2 separate regions of the Mus musculus genome follow, and region 1 is linked to region 2. Evidence: chromatin contacts called from public HiChIP or PLAC-seq data. All regions are on one chromosome and are shown on one strand. The core of a region is the stretch at or near the end of the contact, and the rest is flanking DNA. Distances in the headings are between cores, read along the strand shown. Region 1 has its middle 7.4 kb from the start of Gm40683. Region 2 holds the start of Arid5b (AT rich interactive domain 5B (MRF1-like)).

Evidence for each region. HiChIP or PLAC-seq counts read pairs in DNA pulled down with a chosen protein or histone mark.
Region 1: a contact with region 2 is called in an H3K4me3 HiChIP or PLAC-seq map of bone marrow-derived macrophages, with 4 times the contacts expected there. The contact joins the enhancer-like site here to the promoter of Arid5b in region 2. A contact is called at or near these places in 2 of 39 promoter capture datasets (the HPC-7 cell line and pre-B cells) and 5 of 115 datasets of contacts at active chromatin or transcription factors (bone marrow-derived macrophages, embryonic stem cells, microglia and 1 more).

The regions. Positions count from the first base shown.
Region 1 is chr10:68,376,783-68,381,655 of GRCm38.p6, reverse strand. No RefSeq gene overlaps it. Among named protein-coding and RNA genes, the nearest start is that of Gm40683, 7.4 kb to the left of the region's middle. Within about 2 kb of position 3,620, at least 20 of the 459 cell types and tissues checked have an H3K27ac peak or open chromatin away from gene starts, as enhancers often do. A contact at or near this core is called in bone marrow-derived macrophages and microglia, where this site is marked.
Region 2 is chr10:68,276,921-68,281,951 of GRCm38.p6, reverse strand. Arid5b (AT rich interactive domain 5B (MRF1-like)) reads left to right here and starts at 3,226. Exons shown (of 10, transcript NM_023598.2): 1 at 3,226-3,262; 2 at 3,768-4,022. The coding sequence starts at 3,242.

The DNA.
Region 1 (4,873 bases), core at 2,371-4,870, 99 kb before region 2:
TGATAAACTTTTTTTGAAAGATTAATTGCTCCAAGAGTGGCGTTTGTGGGCTCCATCAACCTGCAGGTTTTACAGACGATGGAAGCCCACCTGGGTTATTTTAGACCCCAGTGAACCAAAAGTAAGGTTGACAATACTTCACAAAGCAGGCTGCTCAACTGTTGTCCCAAGCCCAGTCCGCCCCAGTTTCATGTCTTCCTACACACTGTGTGGCTGCCCTTAAGAAGCAGAAGCCTGTATCAAAGTAACTCCCAATCAGCATGCTTCCATGTAGCTTGGCATCCAAGGAAGGAAGCCTGGGTGTGTTACCAGCTGTCTCATTAGCTGTGTGACCTCGGGCAGGCCATGTCCCCTCCCTAAGGTTCGGTGGGATGAGCTGGATCTGATATTGTGAATGCACAGCTTGCTCCTACTTGTTTACACCCCTCATGGAAGGCCTGTCACTGCTGATCCAAGGAGGTATTTCTTTTCTGCTGAACCTAGATAAGCCATCTTTCTCAGCAAATGGCTTCAGGAAATCACTTCTAATTAATCAACTCCAATGCTCAGCTCGAGGACTACAGACCACCTCTGAGCTCAAGGTTCCCTTCTTGAATCCACATGCTCAGAGACACAAACAGAGATAGCCGAGAGCCAAGACAGCCCCAGGGACTCGAGTATGGCGCTATCCTAGGATCACACAGAATTGGAGGGCCGTGAGAACACTCAGGTGGCCGGGAGAATTTCCAGACCATGCTGTTGTGTTCTTCAGTGTCCTTCATCCTCTCTCTTCTAGGTATGTTGTGCCCAGAAGCCCCACTCATAGCTTAAGTTCCAGCCACAACCCCCTGGAAACTGATCCACTAAAGAACCTCTAAGCTGAGGTAACCTCAAAACATGTCAATCAACAGACGAACATGTCAATCACAGATGCAACTGTCACAGAAAAGGCCAGCTTTAAAACAGGACATCTTGTAGGCTCATGCCTTCACTCCCGATTAATAAGTATATTGTTTTATAAGAATTAATTTCACAAGGACCACAAATGCTCCTCATCCCCAAATTCTTCCGTTCCCCAAAATCACGGGAGCAAGAAGGCTGATGATCAATCATGCGTAAGAGCATCCATCTTCCCCAGCTCAAAGCTCTCATCTTCTTCTCTTCAGGTACCACCTCCCTTTTGCCCTGGCTTTAAGTACCCCATTCTGTATAATGAGGGTTTTACAGGACATATTCTTGTGGTTCCTAAAAGAATCGAAAGTCCTCATTAGGGTCTATCTATTAAAGCCCTTCAACCCTTCAACTGTTTTGAAACTCTAGTCTTTGTTTCCTGCTTGGTTGGTCACACTAGCAGATACAATGTATCCATCAGTAAGTCCAACCGCTGTCAGAAATGGTAACTCAATTCTCCATATTGCCAACACAAAGCTTGATTGCTCCTAACCCAGATACAAGAATGCATTAAACTCTGCTCCTATGTTCAGATTACAATGGGAGAAGTCTTTATTTATTCCTTGGGGTTTGTTATTTCTTGCTGTTGCTTTCCATTTTGGGTTTTTTTTTTTTGTTTTTTCATTTGTTTGTTTGTTTTGGTTTTTTTTTTTTTGGTTTTGTTGTTGCTTTCCATTTTGGTTTTTTGCTTTGTTTTGTTTTTCATTTGTTTGTTTGTTTGGGGTTTTTTTTTTGTTTGTTTTTTTTTTTGGTTTGGGTTTTGGTTTGCTGATGGCTGCCAATTGCCAGGACCCCATGTCCTAAAACTTAATTCAGCATTAATATATCATTAGGTGAAAACACGTGACAGAATCCATTCCTCTGTTCCCTATTTCCCCCTCATTATAAAATAACTAAAAAAGTATTTAGGGCAAAACCAAACACAACACATTATATATGTGTACATATACATACGTGTGTGTGTGTATCATATGTCTGTATAATATTGTATAGGTATATAAATACATATGCACATCATACAGTTACTACGTTTGAATTAATCAGTTTTTATCAGGACCCTGAGCACAACAGACCTAATAAGAAGGAGACCTAAGCTACTGAACCCTCATGGCCTCTATTACTGACCTGTTGAAAGGTCTTTCTGCTTCACAATACTTTCCTTTGCTGGATGTGGTATGAGGCAGAGGGACAGTAGACAGACTTCTTTGGACTTAAAGCAAAGTCGCTCAGAGTTCTGTCAGGTGACTCTTTTACGCTCACACAGTACCTTTGAGTTCCTTTTGTGCGGTAGACACGATCCTGAGTAAGTGTCAGAATGTGGAGGGGAGAGAAGGGGAAAGCTGGCTTTAGAAGACCCTGTTTAAAATCTCACCCTTCGGGACTGGAGAGATGGCTCAGCTGTTAAGAGCACCGACTGCTCTTCCGATGGTCCTGAGTTCAAGTCCCACCAACCACATGGTGGCTCACAACCATCCGTAATGAGGTCTGACTCCCTCTTCTGGTGTGTCTGAAGACAGATACAGTGTAGATATAATAATAAATAAATCTTTAAAATAAAAAATAAAAGGAAAAAAGAAATCTCAGCCCTCAGGAAGGCAAAGTAAGGCAAGAGGATGACAAATTCAAGGCAATCTGGACATTTTGAGGAGACTATTTCAATAAATAAATAATAAACAATCAATACAAATAAGAAAGAGAGCTGAAGGTAGAGTAAATTAATTTTCTATTAGTCAGGAAGCCTTATGTTGAACCCCCAGTATGAGAGTGGGAGGAAATGATGGATGGATGAAGGAGAGAGACAGACAGAGAGAGAGAGAGAGAGAGAGAGAGAGAGAGAGAGAGAGAACACCTTTTGGGAGGAAGAATGGTATGGAAAAAATGAGAGTAAAATTCAAATGTTTAGATAGTGTTGGATGCTAGGTGGGAAGGGCTATATTGTGGCATGAACAGAATGGGGGGTGTAGTTAAGGTTGGAAAGGGCAACCTCACAGAGGATCTGGGGAAAAAAACACATCCTAGAAAGACCAATGAGCACAGACTTAAAAAAGGGTGGAGCTGATTAAGTCATGGGGGGACGTAGCTGGAAAGGAGGCAAGAGAACTGGACCGGAAGAGTGTGGGAGGCAGGTCACACATCATCCGAACAGCTGACATCTGAACTGTAAGTTTGACTATGAGCAGCAGCCATCTGGAGAAGAGAAAAACAGCAATGTGTGATTTCAGTCTACCCGATGATCATTCACTCAAATCCACTAGGAGCGCTATAAACAAAACCATCAGCTTATAGCATGGATGGAGACAAATTAGACCTCTAGGTCCTGCTGGTGGGACTGTAAAGTGCCACCATCATGTTGGGAAATGTCTGTTGGTTCCGCAGAAAGTTAAACATAGAGTTGCTGAATGACTCATTGATTCTACCCCTTTGCTCTATACCCAATGGGAAGTGAAAACACATATCTGGGCAAAAACCTATTAGCAGACACTCATAAACAGATTCTTCGTATTTGACCCCAAAACGGAAACAACTCAAATGTCCATTAACTGATGGGCCTAAAGTAATATATCCATACTGGTAAAATAGTATTGTATGATTTGAAATTGTGGAATACCCATGTCAGCTGTTGTCAGAGAGAGCCTTCAAAAACATGATGCTCAATTAAGGAAGTCAGGGACAGAGGAAAAAATAAACTGTGATTCTGCCATGTTGAGTGTCCAAGACATGTCAGTCTACAGACACAGGAAGCACCTTTAGAATTGTGTGGGAGCAAGAAGTAAGGGAATATTTGGAAGTAACAAGTCAGCAATCACTGATATAGGATCCCTATGTAAATGGAAGGGGAACCAGGGTTCTAAACTGTAGTATAATGGCAGTTGTACAGTTTGGTAAATATATTTAAAATGGTACAACCATTCGCTTAAAATGAGTAGACTATATAGCATGTAAATAAAGCTATTTTTTTAAAATCAGTCTATCATCACATTGGTAAGACTCCGTCAAGGATGGAATCATGGGAACCAATTATGAGGCTGTTGAACAGGTGTGAGGCCATGGTAGTTTGGGCCAAAGCATGAGTCACGCCAGTGGGAGCAGCTCTTGCTTTTTATAGACTTTTTGAAGAGTGAGTCAGTATCCTTCCCTTCTGGGAGATGACATAAGATACCAGGAGTGATGTGTTGGATCTGATCCATTGGGAGGTGGTCTTCTCACATACTGGGAAGATGACCTAGCTTGAAGACCAAGAAAACGCTAGGAAGAAGCGAGACGCGACCCATAGTTGAGTTGGGCTGCATTGAACATGAGGATTGATGGATGTTCGTGGACATGGAGCTGTCAAGTAGATGCCTATCTACTGTCAGAGGAGAGAAGAAAACTGAAAACTAAGTATGATGATGATCGCCACTTAGAAACTAGGAATTCTGCAGGGGGGCGGGCATAAGAGGAGAATCCTGGGGACTCACTGGGTGTTTGAAGGGCTCATCTGTCAACCACTCTTGGAATTACTTGGTAGCTGGAAGCAAGAGGATCAGAAATTCAAGGTTATCCTCAATTGGGTTTGGGTCCAGCCTGGGCTATATGAGATCCTATCTAAGAAAAGAAAAGTAAAGAGGAAAGAGGAAGTGGGGAGTTGAGTCTTAGAAAAAAGATTTAGGGAAAACATTCCAAAGGAATGGAGAGATGTCTGTTGAAATAGGAGGTAACCAGTACTACAGGCATCTCTTCCTAGAGGCACAATGGGGGAAAAACGGAGAGGCTATTTAAAGGACAATAAGCATATTAGCACCAACCTACAAAAGGCTTGTGATGATCCTGCAGGCTTACTTTTAGGCTCACTGTAGGGTTTATCTTGGTGAAGCATGGAAGGCATGAGACTGCTTGATGTTTCTTCAAGAGGGGGTGAAAGGAAAGAAGCTGAGGGGAAATAGAAGCATTTGGTTTATAGCTT
Region 2 (5,031 bases), core at 1,977-4,476:
TTTACTTTACATTAGCCCAGGGACCCTGCGCTGCTGGAGTTTGCCTCTATTCCCCTGGGTGTCGGTGTCTCAAGTCTTACATCTGCTCTGTGATTGATGGAGCCTGAATCCACGTTATTACTCTCTCACAAGCAGAAATCAAACAGGCTATTAACTACATTACTTCAAAGAACTGTTTCAATACAATCTCCTTATCTTAATTGAAACTTTCTTTGTATGGATAGTTGCTACACAGATAATTTACAGGTGTCTATCAAACATCACATTAAAGAGGTAAGAACAGATTTTTTTTGAGGTGGGGGGGGCACTAACACAGTGATCTGTGATTTTAAAGGCCTTTCTCAGTATCGGATAGGCCATTGATTTAGTAGATTTATGATGTTCATGGGAGTGGGGTTCGAGGTACTGGAGGAAGAGGGGGAGAAATTCAGTTTGAAGGTTTAGCAGGGATCTGATTATAAAAATGCAAATATTCAGAAATATTCAGAGCTGGGTTTGGAAGACCTTATCAGGGAGATTAAAGCAGCGCAGCCTAGTGTAGTGCCTACCTTCAAGAGACATAGAAGAAGGGTTCTAATTAGGTGAAGTCATTTACAGACACTTAAAGACTACCCAAGTTGCTCAAATGCTGTGGAAAGCTGTGTGTTTTTTAAGAGAGGTTTAATACACAATCCAGGGATGCCCTCAGGCACTGTGTCGAGGTTTCCTGCATAAATGCAGCCGCCTTGGTCAGGCAGGAAACTGACTCATAGATGATCTCAAAGAAAAATCTTGTCAAAATACAGCAACTCAAGTTTTTTTAATATATCATCTTTTGAATTGAATGTATATATTTACACTAACAGGACAGAGGCTACCAGAAGCCCGAGGCAGCTCATGAATATTTTTTTTAAATATGTAAAATGCCCTTCAGTCAAATCCATTCATATGTTAAAAATGAACAAAATGGGTTATTCTAATCAAACGTCTGCAGCGTGCACCATAAAGTTAAAAAGAGAGGGCGAAAGGGCTGTAATTTCTCTCTCTAACCCATGTTTATGAAATGGTAAGATCAGATGAAATTTCAAGGAAGATAATTAAGGAGTGATGTGCAGGTCATAATTTGGCTAATGCAAAAGATGGAAGACTGTAAATTGGTACACTGTCCTCCCCCACGGTGCAGAGTTGGAATATTACTTTAAATTATTAAAATAGCTTTTCGACAGCTTCCAGAATACGGGCTTTTTGGCATGGGCTTTTATTACTTATTGTAATTGGAGGATCTGCCATTTTCTTTCGTTTATCTCTGTGTATATAGAAACAAGATACATCTTGCCTTTTTTATGACTTCTCCATGTTCTGAATCAAAAAAATGTGTTTTAGATAATGTTAAGCGCCCTAATTCTTACTGCAGCGGAGGCAGACGTTATGGAAAAAAAGCGTCAAAACACACACAGAGGGTCCTTCCACCGCCAGATCACCGAAGATGAGGCGTTTGTGCTCTGCTGGGTGTATTAACTTCAGCCATGTGAATATAATTTTCATTAAAGTAATCCTGTCTCAACTCGATGCTGCGGGTAGAGGTGAAACGTTGCGAAAGCGTTAAAAATAGCTTGCTAGTAATTTCAACATCCTGTAATTTTATCGCGGATCGAGTTTCAACTGTCGTACTATACAAACCTTATCCCCCATATAGTACATGTTTACTTTTTTAGCCTGCCAGACCCACTCTGGAAAGATTGGTGCCAATATAATAAAATCGCTGGGGGGTTGGGGAGGGGTGCTGGAAAGAGTGGGAGGAGAGCCGGGAAGGGGTGGAGGAAGCGAGTACACCATTTTACATCAATGCTGCGAAAATGCAAGCGAGCCAGGCGGAGGACCGGCAGCTGGGTCGCAGCGAGCGAGGGTTTTGCAGTCCCTGCCTGTTCCTTGTTCTGTGGCTCTTAAGTTTCTCTGTTTGCATAATAGCCGTGCATGCAAACCGCGCAATGCTCCAGGGCTCCAGAACAATAAATATACACATTTAAAACCTTTATTGTCTTACGTTGTGTTAACCACCCCCCACCTCCGTTTCCAACAGCTTAATTTCTGATGGTATTTAACTAGTTTGCAAATGGATTATTTTTTTCAGTTTCAAACTATTACCGAGAAAGCTCCCCCTCCCTTTTGGGAGGAGGGGGGCACGGGAAGGATTGGGGGTGGGGTAGAAGTCGGTATATTATTCCTGTAGCGCCGGGTTATATAAACACATTATCATTTGAGAGAGCCCTTGGCGTCCATCAGCATTGTAAACACGTACGAGTGTATATACTTCAAAATTAAAGAATGCACACGCAGAACCCAGAGCCCGAATTCATATTCCGAGCAGACTCGCGGCTCGCATGTATTGATTTATCATGCATGGTTTATTGTTCCTCTCCCTAAATGTAGTTGCTGTCCGTTCAATATTGTTGCAAAATCACGAGACGTGTGTGTACTGCTCACTTGTCTTTCTGCTCTTCTTCTTCCTTTTTTTCCCCCCTGCTGAGTATTTTTTTTTTGCGAAGCGAACAAATGCATTAATATTTATATGTTTATATAATCGATAACCCACTTTTCCCTTCCGTGTAAATAGGCATCAGAAGATAATTTAACAGATTAGTTCTCTCAAACATGGCAGTGAGGAAACGTAATTTAACTATCAAACAAATCTACATGTCTAATAACAGCAAATCTGCTAAGGAGCATTAGAAAGAGGAGCGGCGCCCCGGAATCTCTGCAGGAAATGTTCTTTATATTAGACATATACAAGCAGGTCCTGTCAGATGCACAACGCAGCTCGAGAGACTTGGTCTGCTCCAAAAATCTCAACCGACGTTACCCACAGACACGAGGAACTGAGAAGAGAAAGATACCCTCATTACTTGGTTTTAGGATGGGTTTCAATTTTTTTTTACATCTTCCTGTCTGCTTTTTGCCTTGATCCATTCTCTTCCCGCCGAGGTCGGACTTAGCCCTTCTCCCTATTTCGAATTTGATCAACCCATCTTTGGCAGCAAACCCACATCTTTTTTACAGGAGATGAAAATTGAGTCTTCGAGGAAATATTAGGATATATTTTCAATCATTTTGGTGCTGAGGGGGAGGCTAGAGCTTAGTTTTATATTGAGACATCACGCCGGCTGCAAGCAGAGAATGCTTTCCCCTGCCAGGACCTGATGCAATCCATTCAAGCCAACAAGTTTGGAGAGAATGTTGAGTTCAATCAATTCAGAACGTCGAGATGGAGCCCAACTCACTCCAGGTATTTCGCTCTCCTCCGCTCCTGCGGTCCCGGCGCCCCCCGGCACCCCCCAGCCCCCCAGCTCACCCACCCCCTCACACCCCCTCACACCCCCCACAAACTTTTTACCAAACTTTTACCCTCTGCATCCCCCCAAAATCATTTTTATTGTTTTTTTTAAAAATCCCTGCGCTGATCATACCTACATAATGTAATTTTATCGCCTCATATGGGGAACTGGGGAGGGGTGGTGGGGACCCGGAGGGCTTTTTTTTTCTTTTCTTTTCTTTCTTTCTTTCTTTTCTTTTCTTTTTCTTTCTTTCTTTTTTTTTTTTTAAGGGAGGCAGAAAATTAGTGGGTTTTGTAATATTTTTTCACCCAGCGTTCTATCTGTGGGCCGGTCTGTATTGAGAGTCTTGTGTGTTAATGTGCCTGGGAATAGATATTTGTGCTTGATGGCTACATTATTTACGTGGTGCTTTTTTTTTTCTCTCTCTCTCTCTCCCTCTCTCTCCCCCTCCTGCAGTGGGTCGGCTCACCGTGTGGCTTGCACGGACCTTATATTTTTTATAAGGCTTTTCAATTCCACCTTGAAGGCAAACCAAGAATCTTGTCCCTTGGCGACTTTTTCTTTGTAAGATGTACGCCAAAGGATCCGATTTGCATAGCGGAGCTCCAGCTGTTGTGGGAAGAAAGGACCAGCCGGCAACTTTTATCCAGCTCGAAACTTTATTTCCTCCCCGAAGACACTCCCCAGGGCAGAAATAGCGACCATGGCGAGGTGGTAAACCTATCTCTCCCTCTCTTCCTTCTTTATTATCTACCCCCCCCCTCCAGTAATGCGTATTATAAGGCAAGCTTGAAAATACTGTATTCAGTTCTGCGGTGAGCAGGATCCGCTCGTTTTTTAAAGGGGTAGCGCCACTAACTGGGGCTGGAGTATTTTACCATTGTCAGAGTTTGGCTGTCAGCTTTACAAAGACCGTCCAACTGCTGATTTTAGTCAAGATCAAATAACTTGTCAAGAAGGGTTTTGTTCCAGGGTGTGTGTGTGTGTGTGTGTGTGTGTGTGTGTGTGTGTGTGTGTGTTCGTTTAGCTACCTCTTCTTGAAGATTAATATCTCATGCTTTAATATACATATTTTAATGTACATATTTTTTGCTTTTTAATTTTTTTAATTTTTTTACTTCATGCCTGGCTCCTGGGCTGGGTAGCTTTCTTTTAGTGGGTTTTGATATTGTTCACGTTTTTTTTTTTTCTTTTAAGTATTTGATATGTTTAAGAGGGCGGAAATTACGAAACGGAGGCAGAATGAGATCAAAAGCAATTGAGTTGGCAAAGGCGTGTTGACTGAAGTGATAAATGACAGGTACTGGGATAATACATTCAAATAACTTGCGCATCTGCCCGGGCGGATTTCAAAGCGGTCGTGTAACCGGCACAAACACGTTCGGCATTAAGAACTATCTCGCGCCCACTCCCCCTCCTCCCGGAGCCATTTGATGTTCTGGTTTCCAGTGACTCCACGCGAAGTGGACGTCTTCCAGTAGGGTGTGGGGCTGGGTGCAGGGGCCTCTGCGGTGAGGTGCGAGTCTGTGCGCGGGATGGACGCGGGGAGGACCCTGCGGCGCCGCCACCAGGCCACCTCCCTCGGGCTCTGTCACTGCGGGTGTGACCGCACCTCTATGGGCTCCCCGGGTCCGAGGGCCGAGCTTGGTGGAGTGATCGTTACCCCCCTACACACACACACTCACACACACACACACACACACACACACACACACACACA